2 separate regions of the Cricetulus griseus genome follow, and region 2 is linked to region 1. The links are chromatin contacts, called in public Hi-C maps. All regions are on one chromosome and are shown on one strand. Each heading gives the region's core, a stretch centred on a gene start, on an enhancer-like site or on the middle of the called end of the contact. The rest is flanking DNA. Distances are from core to core; before and after follow the strand shown.

What was found. Hi-C and Micro-C count contacts between places; a contact is called where the count stands out from the background.
Region 2: a Hi-C map of the CHO-K1 cell line shows a contact between it and region 1, with 4 times the contacts expected there. The contact joins two enhancer-like sites. A contact is called at or near these places in 3 of 8 Hi-C or Micro-C datasets (the CHK-Q cell line, the CHO-K1 cell line and fibroblasts).

What each region holds. Positions count from the first base shown.
Region 1 is chr3:94,231,463-94,235,897 of CriGri-PICRH-1.0, forward strand. No RefSeq gene overlaps it. Among named protein-coding and RNA genes, the nearest start is that of Cavin3, 19 kb to the left of the region's middle. Within about 2 kb of position 2,044, at least 2 of the 6 cell types and tissues checked have open chromatin away from gene starts, as enhancers often do. A contact at or near this core is called in the CHO-K1 cell line, where this site is marked.
Region 2 is chr3:94,287,264-94,292,161 of CriGri-PICRH-1.0, forward strand. Cnga4 (cyclic nucleotide-gated cation channel alpha-4) reads right to left here. Exons shown (of 7, transcript XM_027404933.2): 5 at 4,299-4,898; 6 at 3,295-3,644; 7 at 1,696-2,810. The coding sequence ends at 2,350. Among named protein-coding and RNA genes, the nearest start is that of Cnga4, 5.8 kb to the right of the region's middle. Within about 2 kb of position 1,413, at least 4 of the 6 cell types and tissues checked have open chromatin away from gene starts, as enhancers often do. A contact at or near this core is called in the CHO-K1 cell line, where this site is marked.

The sequences.
Region 1 (4,435 bases), core at 794-3,293:
TTTCTAATTGTTTTAACAGACAAGTGCACATTAATTTTAGTAAAAAGATAACAGGAAATCTCTACCTAAATCTAAATCAGAGGCCCTTGGGCTGAAAGGAAAATAGCTTTCTGTTTCTAATTTGTAAATAAATATACATACTTTAACTACTGGTTGTCAATACAAAACTGTGTCTTTTAAAAGACAGGTGGGGCTTTTAACAATGGGGAAATGATTGGTTTAAGGATATAAAACTGCAGTTGGACAAGAGGCATGGACTCTCTGAAGTTTTGAGGTCTACTGAGAGCATGATAAATATGGTTGATAACAATATGCTATATTTTAAAAGTTGTGAGATAGTATACTTTAAGTGTTCTCAAAACAAAAATGATGAATATGTGTGATATAACATGTTAATTGGTTTAATTTAGCCATGCCATTGTGAACATACTGTATTCTGTATCATAATTGTGCATGACTTTATTTATGAACTAAATAAATGAATGAAAAAAAAGACAGGATTAGGAATTGGAGAGATGGCTCAATGGTTAAGCGTACTGGTTACTCTTGAAGAGGATCCTAGTTCAAGTCTCAGTACCCACATAGTGACTTACAGCTGTCTGTAACTCCAGTTCTAAGGGATCTGATACCTTCTTGTGACTTCTGTGGACACCAAGCACACATATGGTACACACACACACACACACACACACACACACACACACACACACACACACACACGAATGCACGCACGCACGCACGCACGCGAGCGCACACACATGCACGTGTCTATACAAGGCTAAACATCTACATATAAAATCTAAAATGCTAAGAAACAAAATAAAAGGTAGGATTATGATAGATTTGTATTTGAGAGCCTCCTGTTTCTGCTCCTGAGACATGCTGGGATTATAGACATGCACCACTGTGCCTGGCTCAGTTGTATATTCCTTAATCAAGCTGTTTATAACTTTTGAGATAGGAATATGAGCAGAAGGACCTGTGAGATGGCTCAGTGGGTGGAGGTGCTTGCTGCCAGCCTAGTGATTTTGAGTTCTATTCCTGAGACCCACATGGTGGAAGGAAAGAACTGACTCCAGCAATTTCTCCTCTGACTTCTACACTCTTCTCATCACATGTGAGTGCAAAACATACATACAAATCACATGTGAGTGCAAAACACACATGCAAGTCACATGTGAGTGCACAAATACACATACAAATCACATGTGAGTGCACAAACACACATACACAAATAAAAGTTTAAAAAACATATGTAGAAAACTTAAATGAAGAATTATATCATTTAAGCACAAATTTTAGCTTTTACTGATTCTTCTTTCTTTTGACATCTACAGGCACATGCATAACCCAGGAAACTTTTACTGTAGTCAGGCAATGAACACATGAGACAGCATGGCAAACAAAAACACTGCATCCACAAAAATGACATATTGTAGAGCTCCTAAAATGACTAAAAATAATTTAAAAAGTGTGGCAAACTCTCAAAATTCAGTGGTCAAAAATACTAGAAAATCAAACCATTTACAAGCATGATCACAGCTATCTTTTAAAAATCAAAATATGTATAAGAGAAAAGATTAGCTTAAATGTCAATAGTGGTGAGCCACATACTTTCTTCTTTCTCTTTTTCCCTTAGTTTCTCAGTCAAATTAGGTTTGCAATGAGCATATATTTGATAAACCGTGAAGAGTAAATCTTAAAAAATTATGTTAAGCAACACACTGAAAAATAGACCCCCAAGTAAACAAAAAGCATTAACATGAATGTGAAACCTTAAGAGTATAAAGTAGGTGAACGCTGAGGGGGTTCTATGCCAAGGTGTGCAGCAGTTCAAGGGGAGCTGAAGAGGCTTCATTTATCACCAGTGCCTTGTTCGATTATAGAGGGCGGTGAATTGAGACTGGAAATTTTATTTTTCTAATATTTACACATCAAGAACTCTCAGATTGTGCTGAGAAGCACAAAACCACAAAGAGCCTGTGTCACGCAGCCAGTCATCCCTCCCTGATACAGCCTTAATAATGGAGCTATTCTACATTCCAGCTGAGCGGGCTCGTCCTCATCACATCAGCACTTGAGGGAAAATAAAACGGCAGGCACCCGAGTTAGTCATAGGAAGCTAAAGCTAAATTAAGAGGTGACAGGATGGAGGCGGCGGTGATGGCATGAATCCCAAGTACTGGCTTGTAAGGCATAAACACTTTGGATTTAAATGGAGACCCAAAAGACCAGAGTCTTCACTGGAATAAAACAAGACAAGATGGCAACGGTCTATCTCTGTACCATCATATAAATTCACCAATCCCTTGAGTTCTCAATATAGCATACCAAAGCAATTTCCCAGAAAGTAAGCTTGCTGGGGCTAAAGAGATCTAAGAGATCTGCCTCTGCAATCCTGACCAGTTTGGATCCCAGCACCTATATAACAAACCAGACATTCCTGAAAATGCCTGTAACTTCAGTTCCCAAAGGGTGGAAACAGGAGGATCTCTGAGGCATGCTGACTTCCAGTCTAGCTGAGACACAATCCCTTGTGTTCAGGGACAGTCCTTACCTCAAAGGAACAGGTAGTGAGTGACAGAGGAGCACTCTTGACACCCTCTTTTGGACTCCACATGTGCACACATATGAATGCTTACACACACACACACACACACACACACACACACACACACACAATAAGTCTTTTGAATGTAAGCTTTCTATCTTCTCCTTTCACCCTGCTCCTTTTCTTCCATTAACTCTATCTCCATTGTCTCCATTCTTAATTGTATGCCATAGGCAAATAGTTCACAAATCGAAGCTGGCTGTGCAACATTTCCTGTCTGGCTGCCACAATAATAGTTAAGAATCCCATCACATCTTGTATGAACTCTTGAAACCATCTCTATAGAGAATCTATTCTATATTCTATTGAGTCAAGTATTACTCTCGATTTTCCTTTCTTTTAGCTAAAGCAGCATTTTTTTCTTTAGATTTTTCTTGTTTTGTAATCTTTTTTTGTTACATTCTTTATTATTATTATTATTATTATTATTATTATTATTATTATTATTAATTCAAGTTAGGGAACAGGCTTGTTTCACATGTAATTCCCCTCTCCCTCTCCCTCCCCTCACCCCCATTCCTTCTCCCCCACCTCCAACCTACCCCCCACCCCATCCACCCACCACTCCCCAGGCAGGGTAGGGCCCCCAACCGGGGCTCCACCAAGTCCACCAAATCTTCCTGTGCTGGGCCTAGGTCCCTCCCCATGTGTTCAGAGACAGAGTGCATCCCTTCAAGTAGGATGGGCTCTCGAAGTCCCCCCCACACACCAGGGCAAAACACCAGTCCACCTCCGGAGGCTCCCAGGAGTGCAGGGGCCTCCCCATTGGCATCCATGATCAGGGGCTGGATTAGTCCCGTACTGGCCTCCCAAAGAGCGTCTGGGGTCGATATGCTTTCCCTTTTTCAGGCCAACTGTTTCTGTGGGTTTCTCCAACCTGGTACAGACCCCTTCGTTCTTCATTCCTCCCTCTCTTCAACTAGGTTCCAGATTTCAGCTCAGTGTATTTCTGTGGATGTCTGTCTCTGCTTCCATCAGCCACAGGATGAGGACTCTAGGATAGCATAGAGAGTTGTCATCAATCTCATTCTAGGGGAAGGGCTTCTAGGCCATCCTCTCCTCCACTGCCCGGACTATCAGATTGTGTTATCCTTGTAGGTCTCTGGAGATCTTTCTAGTTCCAGATCTCTTCTCAGACCTATAGCGGCTCCCTCTGATATGGTATCTCTCATCCTGCTCTCTCTCCTCTATTCTTCCCCCAACTCAATATATCTGCTCCTCCATTTCTTCTCCTCTCCTCTTCTTCTTGTGCTCTTATTATGGTAGCACCCACTCCCCTACCCTCATTCTCCCAATTAGCTCGGGAGTTCATGCCACTTCCATTCCTGGGGTCCATTTATCCCTTAGAGTCATTCATGATTTCTAGTTTCTTTGGGGAAGAGGATTATAGGCTGGTAAACCTTTGCTCTATGTCTAAAAATCATATATGAGTGAGTACATACCATGTTTGTCTTTTTGTGATTGGGTTACCTCACTCAGGATGGTTTCTTCTAGTTCCATCCATTTGCCTGCAAATTTCAAGATTCCATTGCATTTTTCTGCTGAGTAGTACTCCATTGTATAAATGTACCACATTTTCTCTTTCCATTCTTCAGTTGAGGGGCATCTAGGTTGCTTCCAGGTTCTGGCTATTACAAACAATGCTGCTATGAACATGGTTGAACATATGTCCTTGTTGTATGGACATGCAGTATTTGGGTATATACCCAAGAGAGGAATGGCTGGATCTTGAGGTAGATTGATTCCCATTTTTCTGAGCAACCGCCATACTGATTTCCAAAGTGGTCTTACAAGTTCACACTCCCACCAGCAATGGAGGAGTGT
Region 2 (4,898 bases), core at 163-2,662, 55 kb after region 1:
ATGAACTGAGGCAATGCACGTGGCTTAGAACCTGTCATGAAGTCATGAGCATAACAATAAACTTCCTAGCATTGTTACAAGAACAAAAGAGTAAAACATATGTATAGCAGTCACCAATGCCTCCTTAAGAGTGTGAAAAATACTATACATACCTTAGTTTTACAAATTTCATTGAAGTGTCTAGTCATCTAACTTTCAGAGGATTTGACCTCAGTTGTATTTTATGAATTCCTTTCTGTTTTCTCGCCCCTAACTTAGGGTCTTGCAAGTCTCTGGCCATCTGGGCAGAGTCTATCGACTTCTGGCAGGGCTGGCTGAGATGTGCTTGGTTCAAGCTTACACACTTTTAGGTGGTGCACTCTGAGGCTCCAGTGCCTCATGACACTGTGGTCATTCTCTAGTTTCCAAAAGACTCTACTCCAAGTTCATCCTATTCTATGTCGTCTGTGAAAGTGGGATCCAACGTGCTTCCTCCCAAGAGTGTATAATAGAAATAACAGAAATGTGGCCGTTATTACTTTTGTCTTCTGAATATGGCAAAGGGTGCTTTGCAGGGTATAATTAAAATTAATAGTTGGCTAACCTTGAAACAGAGAAATTATTCTGAATTATTCAGGCTGACTTGGCCTAGTGTGGGGCTCCATGAAGAAGGGCCTGTTGTGGAATATTTAACTATGTAAAGATGTTTTACATTTGCTTATGCTGTAGAGTATTATTTTAACTGTGTAAAGATGAGTTATGTTTGTTTATGCTGCATTTGTTTAATTGTACAAAGATGTGTTACATTTGTTTAATTATGTAAAGATATGTTGCTGTTTCACCTTGTCTGCCTAAGGTACCTGATTGGTCTAATAAAAAGCTGAATAGCCAATAGCTAGGGTAGAGAGGGATAGGTGGGGCTGGTGGGCAGGAAGAATAAGGTAGGAGGAAAAATAAGGCTTGAGAAGTGGGAAGAAGAAAATGAGAGAAAGAAAGAAAGAGACAGGCAGATGGCCAGAAGCCAGGCAGCCTCCAGCCAGCCAGACACAGAGTAGAGAGAAAGAAAGGGAGAAGGAAAGAAAGGAAGGAAGAAAGGCCAAAAGCCCTGAAGCAAAACATAGATAAAGAGAAACAGATTAAAATAAGAGCTAAGATAAGACCAATAATAATAAATCTCAGTGTCGTGAATTGGGAGCTGCTTGGTTGCTCAAAAGAAAAAGCCTGCTACCAGAGCCTTTCGTTTGCTTGGTCCTAGAAGTGGGATGTTTGGGTAAAAAGGTGGGGAGGGGTGCTTAAAGGAGGCATGCATCAGAAAACTAAAGAGCTAAGTCCTACAATCATGAGGGACAAACCCTCCCAAGAGCTGGGGTGAATCTGGAAGCAGAGTCTTCCCTGGAGCTAAGAGCCCAGCCCAGCTGACAGCAGAGCAGAGCCTAGATCTGAGTCACACACTGTGAGGCAATAAGTGGTGCTGTTTTAGGCTGTGAAGTTTGTGGTAAGATGCTGCAGCAAGGGGAAAAAAATAACAGAATCAAATCTTCAATTCCTGTTCCTTTAATTAGTCCTAAGGAATATTCTACCTTCCTACAGCATTGGGCTTCTATGTTTATGCTCTCCTCACTTTGTTATCAAATGTATATGTGTGCATGTGTACCTACTATGTACCAGGCAGTTTGGGCTGTGGCAACATAAAGATGAATGAGATAAACCCAGTGCCAAGCTTATGAACCTTAAATTTTATTAACAAATCACAAAATAATTACATATCTTAAAATGTTTTAAAGTGCAATAGCCCTCTTAATCTCTCCTGATAATGACAATTACCATTCACTTATATCCCTAAGTTACACATCAGGTTCGTTTAACATTACCTGGCACAGCTCAGACCTGAAGTCTGGCAATGCCCTGACACAGCTGAAGTGGTGACCTAGAGTGAATGTAGTTCAGACATTATATCTGGCTTGTTTTCCTATAGCTCCACCAGCATGCCTCCTCTAAATGTACCAAGGTCACCCCAACACTCCCAGGGCAATCATCATTCTCTGTGATTGTGGGTTAAGTGAGTATAAGTCATAGTTATGCTTATGAGAATGTATGTGTGTGCAGAAGACATAAACATTTTCTGTGGAACTCAATCTTGAGCCAGTGAGGGTGTATGTGTGTGTGTGTGTGTGTGTGTGTGTGTGTGTGTGTGTGTGTTCTGGTGAGTATGGGACGAATGTATGCTATAACCCACATCTCTACCTAGGCATCTATAGACCAGTTTACCTAAGACTGTGTGACCTAGCAAATAGGATGATAGTTCTGAAGGCAAACTTTCCTACCATTCTGGATTCACTTGGAGCTGGGAGGCCTGTGTTCAGGATGAGGTCATTCTATGCCTGAGGATCCCTCCTGGCCAGCTTTTCCCTCTCCATCCTTGGAAGTTCCTTCCCCAGGCTCAGCCTCATCATCAGCCTCAGCCACGTCCTCTGGCATTGGCCACTCTCGAGTCTGCCACTCTAGCCTTTCGATGCGGTAAGCAATCTTCAGTGCGCTGGACTCCAGCTCAGCTAGTAGGCGAGCAAACTTTGTCTGTAGATCATCCAGCTGCTGGTCGAGGCCCTTTAGCCGAGACTCTGTGGCCTCCTGGAGAGCAATCTCAGCTGCTTCAGCATTCACATCCAATTTATTCATTTTGAGTAAGATCTCACGGCCCTTCTCCTCCATGACAGCCTGGGCCTGTGGATACTCACTCAGCACCTCCCGCAGATCCTCCTTGCTGAGGCAGAATAGGTCTGAATAACCTAGGCTCTTGATGTTGGCTGTTCGTCGGTTTCCTGACATGTTCCCTGTGGTCCAAGGGCAGACAGATGTAGGGAGGGACAGGAAGGTGGCATTTCACTCTGGAACCAGGATATAACCTCCATTCTGGTGCTTCTGACTCTCTTTTTCTGCTTTATTCATTTATTTAGTAATGTGCTGTGACCAAGCCCTGTGCTTATCATTAACCTGCTTTGATAGATGTTTAGTGGGTGAGTTGTATCACAACACGGCTGGTGCAGTAACTTTCAGCTGGTCTGCTGGCACTTCCTCTAGAGCCCATGGGACACATCTGCTTTGTTTTCTAAGACTCCACCCCACCCACTGACCTTGGCTCAGCTCCTCCTCAGGGAACAGATAATCCATATCCTGCTTCTTGCCTGAGTCCTGTAGCAACTCAGACAAAGGCCATATCATAATCTATGTGCTCCAAAGTACCATCTTGGCCTAGGGTTCTGGAATTCCCATTCCTCTGACCAGTCATGTCGCTAGAACTTCCCCTTGGGGACTCACCTTTGATGTTGATGATACTGATCTCCCCGAAGTAGAGCCCTGCACCAAGCACAGCATACTGTGTGACACCATCATCTGCCACTACAGCCAGCTGGCCCTCACGAATGATATACATCTCTCGGCCAATGTCCCCTTTGCGGCATACATATTCTCCTGGTGAATAGGTCTGGGGCTGTAGCTTCAGCACCAGCTCTTCCAGCAGGCTGGCTTCACAGTTTTGAAAGATCTGGACTCGGCTCAGGGTGGACAGGTGCACGGACACAGCAACCTCCGCCCGAAGTCGCTCAGGCAAGTGCTGCAAGATGGCTACCTCATTGGTCATCTTCTTGTTGATCTGCAGATGCTGGTACCTGAAACACAGTAAGTACCATTTCCTCACCAGAGCCCTGTGTGTCTGTCTCCACCCACTCCATCAGGACTCAGCTCAGTCAAGAACCACTGAGTTCTCATAGGAGCAATGGGAGAACCTCACACTTTTCTGGTCCCCTTTCTTGGTTACAGACATGATCTTTTCTACTTCCTGCAAGATGTGGAGGCACCTACCACTACTTCACCTCCTGTCAGGCCCCATCCCAGCCACAGTGTCCAAAGCACTTCTACATTGGGCTGCTTTAGTCAGCAAGCTCTTACCTTCTCAGACAGCTTTGTGGTGGCCCCTGACACTGAGACATTTCCTTTTATTCAGAACATAGTTTGCATTATTGTGATATAACCAACCATCTGTTGTCCATCTCCTGGCTGGATAGTTCCTTTCTCTACCCACTCCTTTCAGAGTCCCCAGAATCCTCCCATGCAGTGACAGCTCTCATTCTCTGGTCTCTGAGTTATTCTTGTACATAAATTACTTTTCTTGTCAGTCTTTTGCCCTCTCCCCTAGTCCAGATTCTCACAGTGGACCTACCAATGAGTGCTATCTTCCAAATGCCTGGTATAACCAGTAGGTAATGGGCTCAGGTCCCAAGGCATACCCTCCCCCTGGCTAGGTCTGCAACCAGCACTCTCACCAGTCAATAACTCTCCGCTCCAACCTCCGGTTGACATGCTGCAGCTTCATGTACTTCTTTACCAGAGCGTGGTCTGGGTAGAAGGCTGCATCTGCAGTGTTCATGTTGTAAATGACAGAGCTCATGCTACCCATGATGGTGGCAAAACCCATGACGGCCAGCAGGAAGTCACCCACCATGAAGAGGTACTCTTCCTCCCGAGCTGGCAGCGGTGTGTCACCCACAGTGGTCAGGATCAGAGTGGAGAAATAGAAGCTGTAGAGATACTGGCGCCGCAAGCGCTCGAAGCCAGGCTGTGCGGGATCTGGGTATACCCATGCATCCCGTCCGAAGCCCAGGTATCTGGACAGGGCAAAGTATAAGCAGCTGTTCCAATGAATGACAACAAAGATGTAGAGCATCAGCTTGGCGATACGGAAGGCATTTGGGTAAGCTGTGCGGGTCTCTGTGCGGTCAAAGGCCTCAAAGAGGCGGGGTACCCGGAGAAAGCGGTTTAGCCTGAGCGTGGGAATGTGGGGGCCCAGCCGCACATAGGCTGCATCTGTGGGGACCAGAGAAGCCAGGTCCAACAGGAAGCTCCAGGTGCGGACATAGCGACTG